Linked DNA regions of Mus musculus: region 1 is linked to region 2. Evidence: chromatin contacts called from public HiChIP or PLAC-seq data. All regions are on one chromosome and are shown on one strand. Each heading gives the region's core, a stretch centred on a gene start, on an enhancer-like site or on the middle of the called end of the contact. The rest is flanking DNA. Distances are from core to core; before and after follow the strand shown. Region 1 has its middle 21 kb from the start of Cd83. Region 2 holds the start of Tbc1d7 (TBC1 domain family, member 7).

What was found. HiChIP or PLAC-seq counts read pairs in DNA pulled down with a chosen protein or histone mark.
Region 1: an H3K4me3 HiChIP or PLAC-seq map of pro-B cells shows a contact between it and region 2, with 6 times the contacts expected there. The contact joins the enhancer-like site here to the promoter of Tbc1d7 in region 2. A contact is called at or near these places in 7 of 115 datasets of contacts at active chromatin or transcription factors (embryonic basal ganglia, embryonic forebrain, embryonic stem cells and 4 more).

What each region holds. Positions count from the first base shown.
Region 1 is chr13:43,761,317-43,766,819 of GRCm38.p6, reverse strand. No RefSeq gene overlaps it. Among named protein-coding and RNA genes, the nearest start is that of Cd83, 21 kb to the left of the region's middle. Within about 2 kb of position 1,394, at least 107 of the 459 cell types and tissues checked have an H3K27ac peak or open chromatin away from gene starts, as enhancers often do. A contact at or near this core is called in pro-B cells, where this site is marked.
Region 2 is chr13:43,169,301-43,174,512 of GRCm38.p6, reverse strand. It overlaps Tbc1d7 (TBC1 domain family, member 7), which reads left to right and starts at 3,012. Exons shown (of 8, transcript NM_001252639.1): 1 at 3,012-3,204; 2 at 4,566-4,711. The coding sequence starts at 4,600. Gm40929 (a long non-coding RNA gene) reads right to left here and starts at 2,691. Exons shown (of 4, transcript XR_873309.3): 1 at 2,671-2,691; 2 at 822-929.

The DNA.
Region 1 (5,503 bases), core at 145-2,644, 590 kb before region 2:
GTGATTCCAGAAAGCCTCAGACCCCAATGAGAGACCCCCCCCCTCTCAAAAACCAAGCTGAATCACTCCTCAGAAAGTGACATCAAGGTTGACCCATGGCCTCCACATACTTGTGTACACACACACACACACAAACACACACACCACACATATACACATACATACAACACACATATGCACATACACACATGTGTACACAAAGACACGAGTATACACACACACACACACACACACACATGCACACATCTACATACACAGGCATGTACACCCCCCATATACACAAACACACACACACACACACCATGTACCACACACATACATCAGACACCACATATACACACCACACACACGGGCATGTACACATACCACATACACAAACCTACACACATACCACATACCATACACATACACCATACACCACACACACACAAACACACACCACATATCACACACATACACCAGACACCACACATACACACACACACACACACACACACACACACACACACACACAAACACACACACAAGTAAATATACTGGAATACTTAGACGTGTGAGATATTTGTTCTCCTTGAACTAGCACTTACAAATGCTACCTGCTAGAGACTGAAAGAGTTGTGGTTGAGTTGGTAGGAGGTTTTGGTTTTTGTTTGTTTGTTGTTGTTGTTTGTTTTGGTTTTTTTTTTTTGAAACAAGGTCTTACTATGCAGCCAAGGCTGGCTTCTAACACACGGATTTTCCTGCCTCAGCCTCCTAAGGGCTGGGCTTATAGGATTGAGCCACCACACCTGGTTTACATGTTTGCTTGTGTTTTAAATTCAGCTTTTTTGTATGGTAAATTAGCTGGTATTCTTCCCACTGTATGTGGAAGACAATGGGATTAGGTGAGACCCTACTCCTACCCAGGTAGCCTCTGAAGACAATGTGATCTGGGTGGTAACAGCATTTGCTTATTTTGGGGACGGGGTCTCACAATGTCTGAAGCTCCACCTGTCTTGGAATTAACTATGTAGACCAGGCTGGCCTGAAACCCACCAAGCTCCGCCTACCACTGTGTTTCCAGTGTTATGATCAAAGGCCTGCCCCACCCCCACCCCTGGCCTGGGCCTTAGTGCTGCTGTTGCAACTCAGAGACTTCTTTTCTAACAGTCAAGTGTTCTACCACGGAGCTAAGCACCAGTAGGTGCAGACCTTTGTTGGAGTCCCCTCCAGATGAACGAGGTATCTGGTATTTCACAACACAGCACTCTGCAGCCCAGGCAGGCCGCTGGGTACTGCTGGCCAGGCTTCTACAGCTGGTCTTAGTGATGACAACCCCAAAGCAGGCTGGGCTCCAGGCTCTCCACTCGTCAGCCACCTGCCGAAGGGACCAAAAGAAGAACTTTCAGAGGCCGTCACGGGTCGTCACATGCGCCACTGTGATGCTTAGCCGCTGAGGGGATTTTGGGGAAGGAAGTAGCCCTGACATCATAGAAACATAGAAGTGAGAAAGACTTAGGGTGTTCCTCTTGACCAGGCACCCCAGAGGGTTGGGAGCCTACTCTGACCTTTCGGGTCTCACTCACTACGTGTGTGTACTCTCTCCTTACCTGGTTGTTGGCCAAATCTTTGTCCTCCAATAGAACTTTCTTCCAATATGAGGTCTCACTTAACACCAGTCTATCTGCATTGCCATTGTACACGCCAACTACTCTGTAACTCTGGGAGAGCATCACATGATTGCTAATCTTTTCACTTCAGCCCAACAGAAAAAATACATCAGCCCACACCTGCATTTTCCTACCTGGGCTCATCTTTTTTATCTATACTGCATCATCATCATCATCATTACTACCATCATCATCATCATTATCACTACTACCACCATCATCATCACCGTCACAGACAGGGTTTCAAACATACAGAACTAGTCCACAATTTGCTATGTAGATGAAAGTACCCTTAACCCTCTTCTCTTCCTGCCTCTACCTGCCCAGTGCTAACATCACAGATGTGCACTACCACACCCAATTAACTTGATGCTGGATAACAAACTCAGGGCTTTGTGCACGATTCGGCAAGCATTCTATCAATTAGACTACATGCACAGCCCATGTCTGCCACCCACACTATCAATCCCATAACCATGTCTGCGTGGATTATTTCCAATCCTTTAGTCCTCCTTGCTTCAGGATGATCCATCCATGGTTCTCATCGTGGGATTTTTCAGTAGCTCTCAAGGAATCTGTGGTGGGTGTTTTCCCGTCTCCCTGATGTTTGGCTTGGCCTTAGAACTCACTTTGAAAGACAGATGTGAAAGTGATACAACAGAAGTTTTTAGTGTGCTTCCATGGTGAGACTTAGCCTCTTGTGTCTCTGCCCTCACCATGAGAAGACGTGCCTCAGGCAGTGCCAGTCCCTGCAGGAACTCTAGGAAGCCAGCCCAGAGTAGGCTTGTAGCTGGGAGCCAGGCCCAGAGGAACAGAGCCAAGATCAGCTGAATCCCAGCCAATCCTCAGCCATACGAAGAAAAAAATAAAAAATAAACGTTTGTGATGCAAGCCACTGGGATTGAGGAGATGTGTTGTTATTCGACATTATTGGAGGAATAGACGATGAGTTAAATGGCCAAAATGAAGTGCAGGCAGTGGCCAGACACATAGCAGGCCTTGCACTCCAGGAGGTAAAGTCCTGACATGAAAACTTGCTTCCTCACCTCAGCCCCTTTATAACTCGGCCCTTCTCTTGCTGTGTCCCATATGTCAGCACCTGCTCGTGTTTAATATAATTCCTTCACAGACTATGCTTGATTTACTAAATGCTCACATATTCAAAAGCTTACCAACAAGACTACAAACTCATTGAGAGCAAGGACCTCGCCAGTTCAGAAGGAGCAAGAATTACAGATAGTGTTCCACTACCTCCATCAGGGTCTTCCCTTGTTTAGCTGGATGTATGGTCACTGTGTCCCGCACAAGATCACGCATGCGGGGCGTGTAAGATGCATTAATTGTCTGTGGCATACGCACTAGAAAGGCAAATTTCAGGGGCCATTTGCCTTATAAACCTGATGGTCTGGGATTGCATCTCCAGAGGCCATGTAAAAGTTAAACACAGCCGGGCGGTGGTGGCGCACGCCTTTAATCCCAGCACTCAGGAGGCAGGGGCAGGTGGCTTTCTGAGTTCAAGGCCAGCCTGGTCTACAGAGTGAGTTCCAGAGCAGCCAGGGCTACACAGAGAAACCCTGTCTTGAAACCCCCCCCCCTCAAAAAAAAAAAGTTAAACACAGTACACAGCTGTAATCCCAGCATCCTCCTGCAGGGTGACAGGGAGAGCGGAGAGAAGCCACAAAAGGTGGCCCTCCAACCACCACATTGTATAGAACGGCACACACAGCCTGCACTCAAGAAAAATTTTATTAATTTTTGCCTGCCATTATTGATAGGAGTCTTTTTATTGAGATAGTGTTAAATTATCAATTACATTAGATAGTAAAAATAAACATTTTCTTTTTCTATACTAACTGTATCAGTACAATGTGTAAGTGGTAGGCAGTTGCACCAATTTAAACCCCTATAGAGAAAAAGTCCTATGTACACAAATGTTCAATCCTGATTCCGTAGTTTTGTACCCTTTATTTTTACGAGTAAGGCACACCTCTGTGTATGACCGGCAATTATCTTTGATTTCCTTGGCTATATTTACACCTGGAGGAAATTCTTCAGAATCACTTTTTTTCCTCCCAGTCTAGTTTCGAACACAGTGCAGTTCCCCTTTTTATTTTTGTAAGTTGAAAAATTGTTTTATATTAAAGTACTCAATGAACTATGGTGGGGTGGTTTTTCTTTTTTTTTTTTTTTTAAGACACTTAGTTTTCATATACGGGAACTTTCCAGACTACTGGTTAAATCACCGCGTCCGCGTGGCACACTGATCTGGAGTTTAAAAAGAAAAAGAACAATAGAATAAGCCAACCTTGCCCCTATTTATGGACGAAACATCAAACCACCCACTTAACTTTCTGGGACCCTGGAATCTATGCACCAGAATGCCTCTATGATGCAACAAGGCACGTATCCATTTATTACAGGGAACTGCTGTACACTGCTGGTACAGTGTATAAACTATTTTCTTTTGTGCATTTGTTTTGGATTTGGTTTTCAAGACAAGCTCTTTCTATGGGGGCTAAAGAGATGCATCAATGGTGTAAGAGCACTTAGGCCCCTGCAGAAGTCGGAATCCTAGCACCTATACTGGGCCTCTCACGGCTGTCTGTAACTCCAGCTCCAGTGATAGCTGATGTGTCTGGCCTCACCTATACTCATGGACATGTACCCATCCATTGACACGCATGCATGCACACAATTAAAGCCAATAAAATAAACAACGTCGTCTAAAAATATCTTTCTCGGTAGCCACAGTTGGCCTGGAGATAGAAAGAAAGAAAGAAAGAAAGAAAGAAAGAAAGAAAGAAAGGAAGGAAGGAAGGAAGGAAGGAAGGAAGGAAGGAAGGAAGGAAGGAAGGAAGGAAGGAAGGAAGAAATTTACATAGATAGATAGACAGACAGACAGACAGACATAGATACATAGATAGGTGATAGATACATACATACAGACAGACAGATAGATAGATAGATAGATAGATACATACATACATACATACATACATACATACATAGGTGATAGACAGATAGATAGATACATACATAGATAAATAGATACATAGATGGATACATAGATAGATACATAGATATGTGATAGATACATACATAAATAGATAGATACATAGATAGATGGATGGATGGATAGATAGATAGATAGATAGATAGATAGATAGATAGATAACCAAGATAGTCTTGTCTTGAATTTAGGGCAGTCCTCCTGTCTCAGCCTCCCTTGTACTGAGATTACAAGTGTAAGCAATCATGCCTGACTTAAAACTCTTGACACACCTTCATACATTTGCAAAATGTTGCTAAAGCAGCAGCAAATCTTTGCTTTTGGAGCATGAACCTAACTCAAGAAACAGCAAAGGCCCTTTGGAAGCAAGTGCTGTGAAAAAGAAGTGAGAGTTTCCTTGTTGTCTCAAAACCCAGAGACAACTGACAGAAATACCCATGCATATTTCTGTCCATCCGCTTTCTATGTCTATATTCTCTTACAAATGAGAGGACGCCATATGTGCAGTGTGGGCTGTCTCTTTGTTGTCTTCAGTTAGGATCCATATTATTCCCATGTTATGAGGTTTCGAGGAGCTGGGGACAGTCACAAGTCAGCGAAGATCCTAACAGCCACCTTGTCTCCCTGTGCGTAGAAGCTAGGAAATAAAACAGTGAGAGTTTCCTGTCTGTTCTCTGCTCCTGGGTGATAATGCCTCTAACAGATACTACTTGTTCACACGCCACAGGCCTGAGAATTGAGAGAGAAAACCGTGCAATCTAAATACCTTACCCAATTCAGTCACGTGTGTAGATGTGTGTTCTGAGTCTGTGTGCATGGCTTTCATTATGAGTCACGAGACTTG
Region 2 (5,212 bases), core at 1,763-4,262:
TGCCTACCAAGTGCTGAGATTAAAGGTGTAGGCCAACACTGTGCTCAAACAACCAATTGTTATGGGTTTATTTTTTTTCATGAAAGCATATATAAAGATATGTATGTATATATGCATGTATGTATCTCCTATGAATTTTTACTTCTCTATACACTCTCAACAACAGGGCTTTTTGTCTGATCCTGAGACCAATGATGATCCATCACCTACTAGAAAACTGAAATAATAGACACACAAAACATAAACTCCCAATTTTGGTTACTATATGTCAATAGACATAAAATAATTGTCAAACTGCTATAAAAGACCTCCATGCCTACTCTAAAAGGCCATCCTTGCCCCACAGACTGGTTCACGGCCCATTCTTTAAATACCACTGAACTGGGTCATCAGCAGTAAGTACAGCCTTGCACTACCTGCTAGGTCCACGAGGAGAGCACACAGGACAATGGTTCCGTAAGATTATATGTGTGGTGGCGCATGCTCATAATCCTGGCACTTGGAGGAAGGCTGAGATAGAAAGACCACAAGTTTGAGGCCAGCCTGGTCTACAGAGTTAAGGTGCTTAGAAAAACAGATTATGTGGCCCAGTTACATCTTAATTATCTTATTTTGTTTAGTATGCTCTATATTTTCCCAACTTCAAAATGTCTATTGAGGCATCATTCCTCAGAATGTATTTCAGCTAATCAACACGAACCGTATCTTACAGTTTCCAGTTGAAGATCAAACACCCATCTCTACCCTACCTCCAATCTCAAAAATCCCCTCTGCACAAAAGGCTCCACCTTTCCAGGTCTGAAACCTCCCCTAGACCATACCTCCAACTGTGGGGTAAACATCCACACACATGAGCCTCTCGGGGACATTCTGTGTCCTTTCTGCTTGGTGAACAGAGGTCCTTTTATGCTTTGTTCAGGAACTTCTACCTGCAAGGTGAGGACGGACCTGTGGCCTACTGGGTTGGTGGAGACAAAATCCCCAGCCTGCCTTGGCAGTTTGGTTTTCCCCTTTACAGGACAATGTGCCGCCTATCTGAACTCACTGCTGTTGCTGCCCTCTGCTGTTTCTATTGAGAATTACAGGGTACTGGGTTCCTGGGGCTGCCGGGCTGGTAAAATGCCACGTTTGTGGTGGGGATCCCTGACGTGCATTCTGCTTAAGATTTGATTAAGCATCCTAGAATTCATTTTCGAGGCACCTTCACACCTCCGCCCTTCACTTTGACATGGACATACAACCCGCAGCAGCTTCTGGGTGCTGCTTGCAAATGCAACCACATAGAGCCCAGCCTTCCCACAACTGAATGTTAACAGTCAATTCTCAAACCGTTTTACTTTCTCCTTTTGTTTGTGCCCCATGACATGCCCAGACTGGAGTGGAGTCTCAAATATGCTATGACTTCCATTTCATACACACATGTCCAGGTTGTCATTTCCTGCCATTATGATTTAGTGAGTACTTTAAAAAGTGGCAATTGGCGTGGACCCAGGCCCTTTTGTATGCTATCTGAGGGTTTCTATTGCGGTGATGAAACAGCCTGACCAAAAAGCAAGTTGGGGAGGAAAGGGTTTATGAGGCTTACACTTCAACAGACCTGTTCATCACTGGAGGAAGTCAGGACAGGAACTCAAATAGGGTAGGAACCCAGAGGTAGGAGCTGGTGCGGAGGCCATGGAGGGATGCTGCTTACTGCCTTGCTCCCCATGACTTGCTCAGCCTGCTTTCTTACAGAACCCGGGGCCACCACAATAGGCTGGACCCTCCATCAATCACTAATTAAGAAAAAGCTGGGTCTCATGGAGGTGTCTTCTCATTTGAGGCTTCCTCCTTTCAGTCACTCTAGCTTGTGTCAGGTTGAGGTAAGATTAGCCAGCTCAGCATGTGACTTCACCACTAGCTGCACTCACTCACAGCCTTAAAAATCCCTAACTCTCCGGCCCAGGTACTGCTTTCTCTGCAGTAATTTCCCAACACTCATGGGGACAGCGCCTCACTGCGGCCGTGTTACCTCCTTGGCTTGTTACTGTGATAAAAATACTTGAAGAGACCTCGGGAGGAAGGGCTTACAATGTGAGTGAGCCAGATTGGCACTAACAATCCAAAAAACGAATCAGTAGTCCGTCCCAGACAGCTATATCTTCCTAATAGTTCCCTAATTCAGTCCTTGCTTCCAACTCAGTGCCACCTGGGGATGGACAAAGAACATGCTCTCCGTGACAAATCACACAGGATGCCCCAGTTCTGTCCAGCGGCTCGCAGCTTCCCCAAGCAAGCAGCCTTAACTGACTGCGCGCTTGGCATTCTAGGTCTGAGTAGCTGCCAAAAGGCAAATGGCAGCAACTGCCCCTTTGCACAGTAAACGATGAACAAATGGTTTTGCTTATCCCTCCTTGATCATTGGGGGACCAATAAGTTTTTGTTTTTAAGTTTTAAATATTTGTGTATAAAGGTTTTGTCTGCGTGCATGAGCACCATGCGCGTGCCCCGTACTGGCAGAAATCAGAAGGGGTAGTTTGGAATTCCTGCAACTGGAGTTATTGATGGTTGTGAATCACCACGTGAGTGCTGGGATTTGAACCCGGGTTCTGTACAAAAGCCGTAAGTGCTCTTAATTGTCGAGCTATCTCTCCTGCCCATCACTCAGTTTTTAATAGCTGAGGACTTAACTGATTTGCTTTCTCATGGTCACTTGGAACGTTTGGAAGAAGAAGTGCAGCCCAATCGATTAGCAAAGGCTCGTTTCCGATTTTCCACCGGGCGAGGTGGAAGAAACACCGCCTGAGGGATCCCGGTTTCCACGGGGCAGAAGAGTGCCCTAAGCAAGCACTCTGAACGAAGGGGAGACGATCACCAGGGTTTCGGGATCGAGGTGAGAGGGACAGACGTGGATACTCAAGGGCGCACAGACTCGGCCGCTACCACCTCTCAGGGCTTCAGCTTCACCCGGTTAACATCCACGTGTGGGTGGGACTCCCAGCAGATGTCCTCTGCGCACGCGCATCCGGGGCGACGTCACGTCCGGCGGCGGGAGTTAGAGGCGGAGAGGGCCGGGCCGGGTGTCTCATGGCATCGCTCCCCTCGCTCGCTCGGCCCTGACGCTTATGGTTCCGTCTGCCTGCCGGTAGCACAGCGTTGCCGGGCCGGTTCTCCGCCGCCTCCCGGATCTCTGAGTCTGAGCCGGGTGTGTTTGCTCTACTCGAGGTGAAGCGTGCATACCGGGAGAGCGGGGCCTGGGGCTTCACTGGGTTGTGGGCACCTTTCCCGCAGGTGGAGTCACCTGGGCAAGATTTGACAGCGCATCTTTCAGGGCGACTCCTGTGCCATCACAGTGCAGTCCCAGGAATGCTGTCGATAGACGACAGGGGCAGCGAATGCTTAAAAATACAAAAACCAAAAGAGCCCTCAAACTACAGATTGCATTTTAATCTTTGGGTTTTTTTTTTTTAACAGCTATGAAGAGGCCGTGGAACTCTTTAAAGGCAATTCTAAATTCTAAATAGCTTTTTTCAAAAATGAATTGCAATCTTCCCCATAACAGAAGCTGTTCAGATATCTAACTCCCAACAAGAAGTCCAAACTCCCCTGGTTATCTGGGGACGTCTCGGGGGCTTTTAGTAGCTGAGGACTTTATTCTTTGGAAGAATGTTTGCATCTTTAGTGCCTAGTCACTAAACCTAGTTTGATCTTTTCTTTTGGTTTACCATTAATATCACAAAGACTGTTCTGAAAGAATTATGTATTCTCTGAGATGATTTGAGTGCTCTTGCCAGATTTTTAGCCGTCTTCTGGTTATACTTTAATGCTTTTTCTCTGTTGGAGTTTTGTATTTTGATAATACAAAACTTGGTAGAATTGTGTTTATAGGAAGAAAAATAAGGGCAGGACTTAGGGCTTCCCTCCACCCCCTTCTAATTTCTCCAAATGCCTATTTTCGAGAGGACAGCTAAGCAAAACAAAACAAAAACCAAACCAAAACAAACAAACAAACAAAAAAGGAAATTAAGGTCACCTAGAATTTTACTAACTGAATAACTTGTTAATATTTTGGATGTCTCCTCTTATTTTAAAACATACCTATCTTGGACCAGAAGCCGTGGTCCACACCTTTTACCCCCCGCACCTAGGAGGCAGAGAGTTTGAGGCCAGCCTGGGCTACTTAGTGAGACCTTAGTTGTAAAACTGGAAGCAGAATTAGTACACACCACTGGTTAGCCCCATTTATATAACATATCCTGCCAGCTTTTCTAATTCATCTTATTTGTTCATTTGTATTTTGTTCATTCATGAGAACAAGGTATTTCATTGTGCCAGGGGTTCTTATAAGAAGGAACCCTAGAGGCCCCCTCTGTGCTACCTATTTTAGTAGCTTGGAGGGCAGCTGACCTATATCTTCATATCTATATCTTTGGCCAAGTTGCATTAGGAAGGTGGGATAGGGTTGTGTGGATCCAAAGATTTAATGCTCCTTGCTTAGGGCCAGGCAATTTATCATATTTGACTTATTGAAAAGGCCGAGAAAAATCACCTAATGTCCTTCCCAATTCTTCTTTCTTTGGTTTTAGGCTCACCTAAAAAAAATCCCTCCAAGGATGAAACATGACTGACGACTCTCAGAGGAACTTTCGATCAGTCTACTATGAGAAAGTCGGGTTTCGTGGTGTCGAAGAAAAGAAATCACTGGAAATCCTCCTGAAAGATGACCGTTTGGGTGAGTCTCAGCTGCATATGTTCATTAGTTCAAAGTTACCAGGTAAATATTTCTGCAAAAGACTCAAAGCAGTACTTATTACTTGGTGTGTGTGTGTGTGTGTGTGTGTGTGTGTGTGTGTAATCAGAGTGGTGTAGTTTAAGGAAAATTGAAGATTTTTCAGATTCATTGAGAGGCAGAAGGTTGTTATAAAGCTTCGTAAAAAGCAGACATTGCTTAGTGTGGTGGTGGAAAACATTTATCCTGGCAGTGTGGAAGCAGAGGCAGGGGGATCTTTGACTCCAAGGGCACCCTGGTCTTAATGAAGAGTTCTAGGGCAGCCAGGGGATAAATAATAAGGCACCTTCAATTCATTTAAAAATAAATTGATTCTATTTTTTTATTAAGCTTATATATTTCATCTCAATTTCTAGACATAGCACCGTGGTTTCTAGGTAAACTGTGCAAGACCCCTGGTTATGATTTTCTTTTGTGGAAGATAATCCTTCAGTACAGATTTAT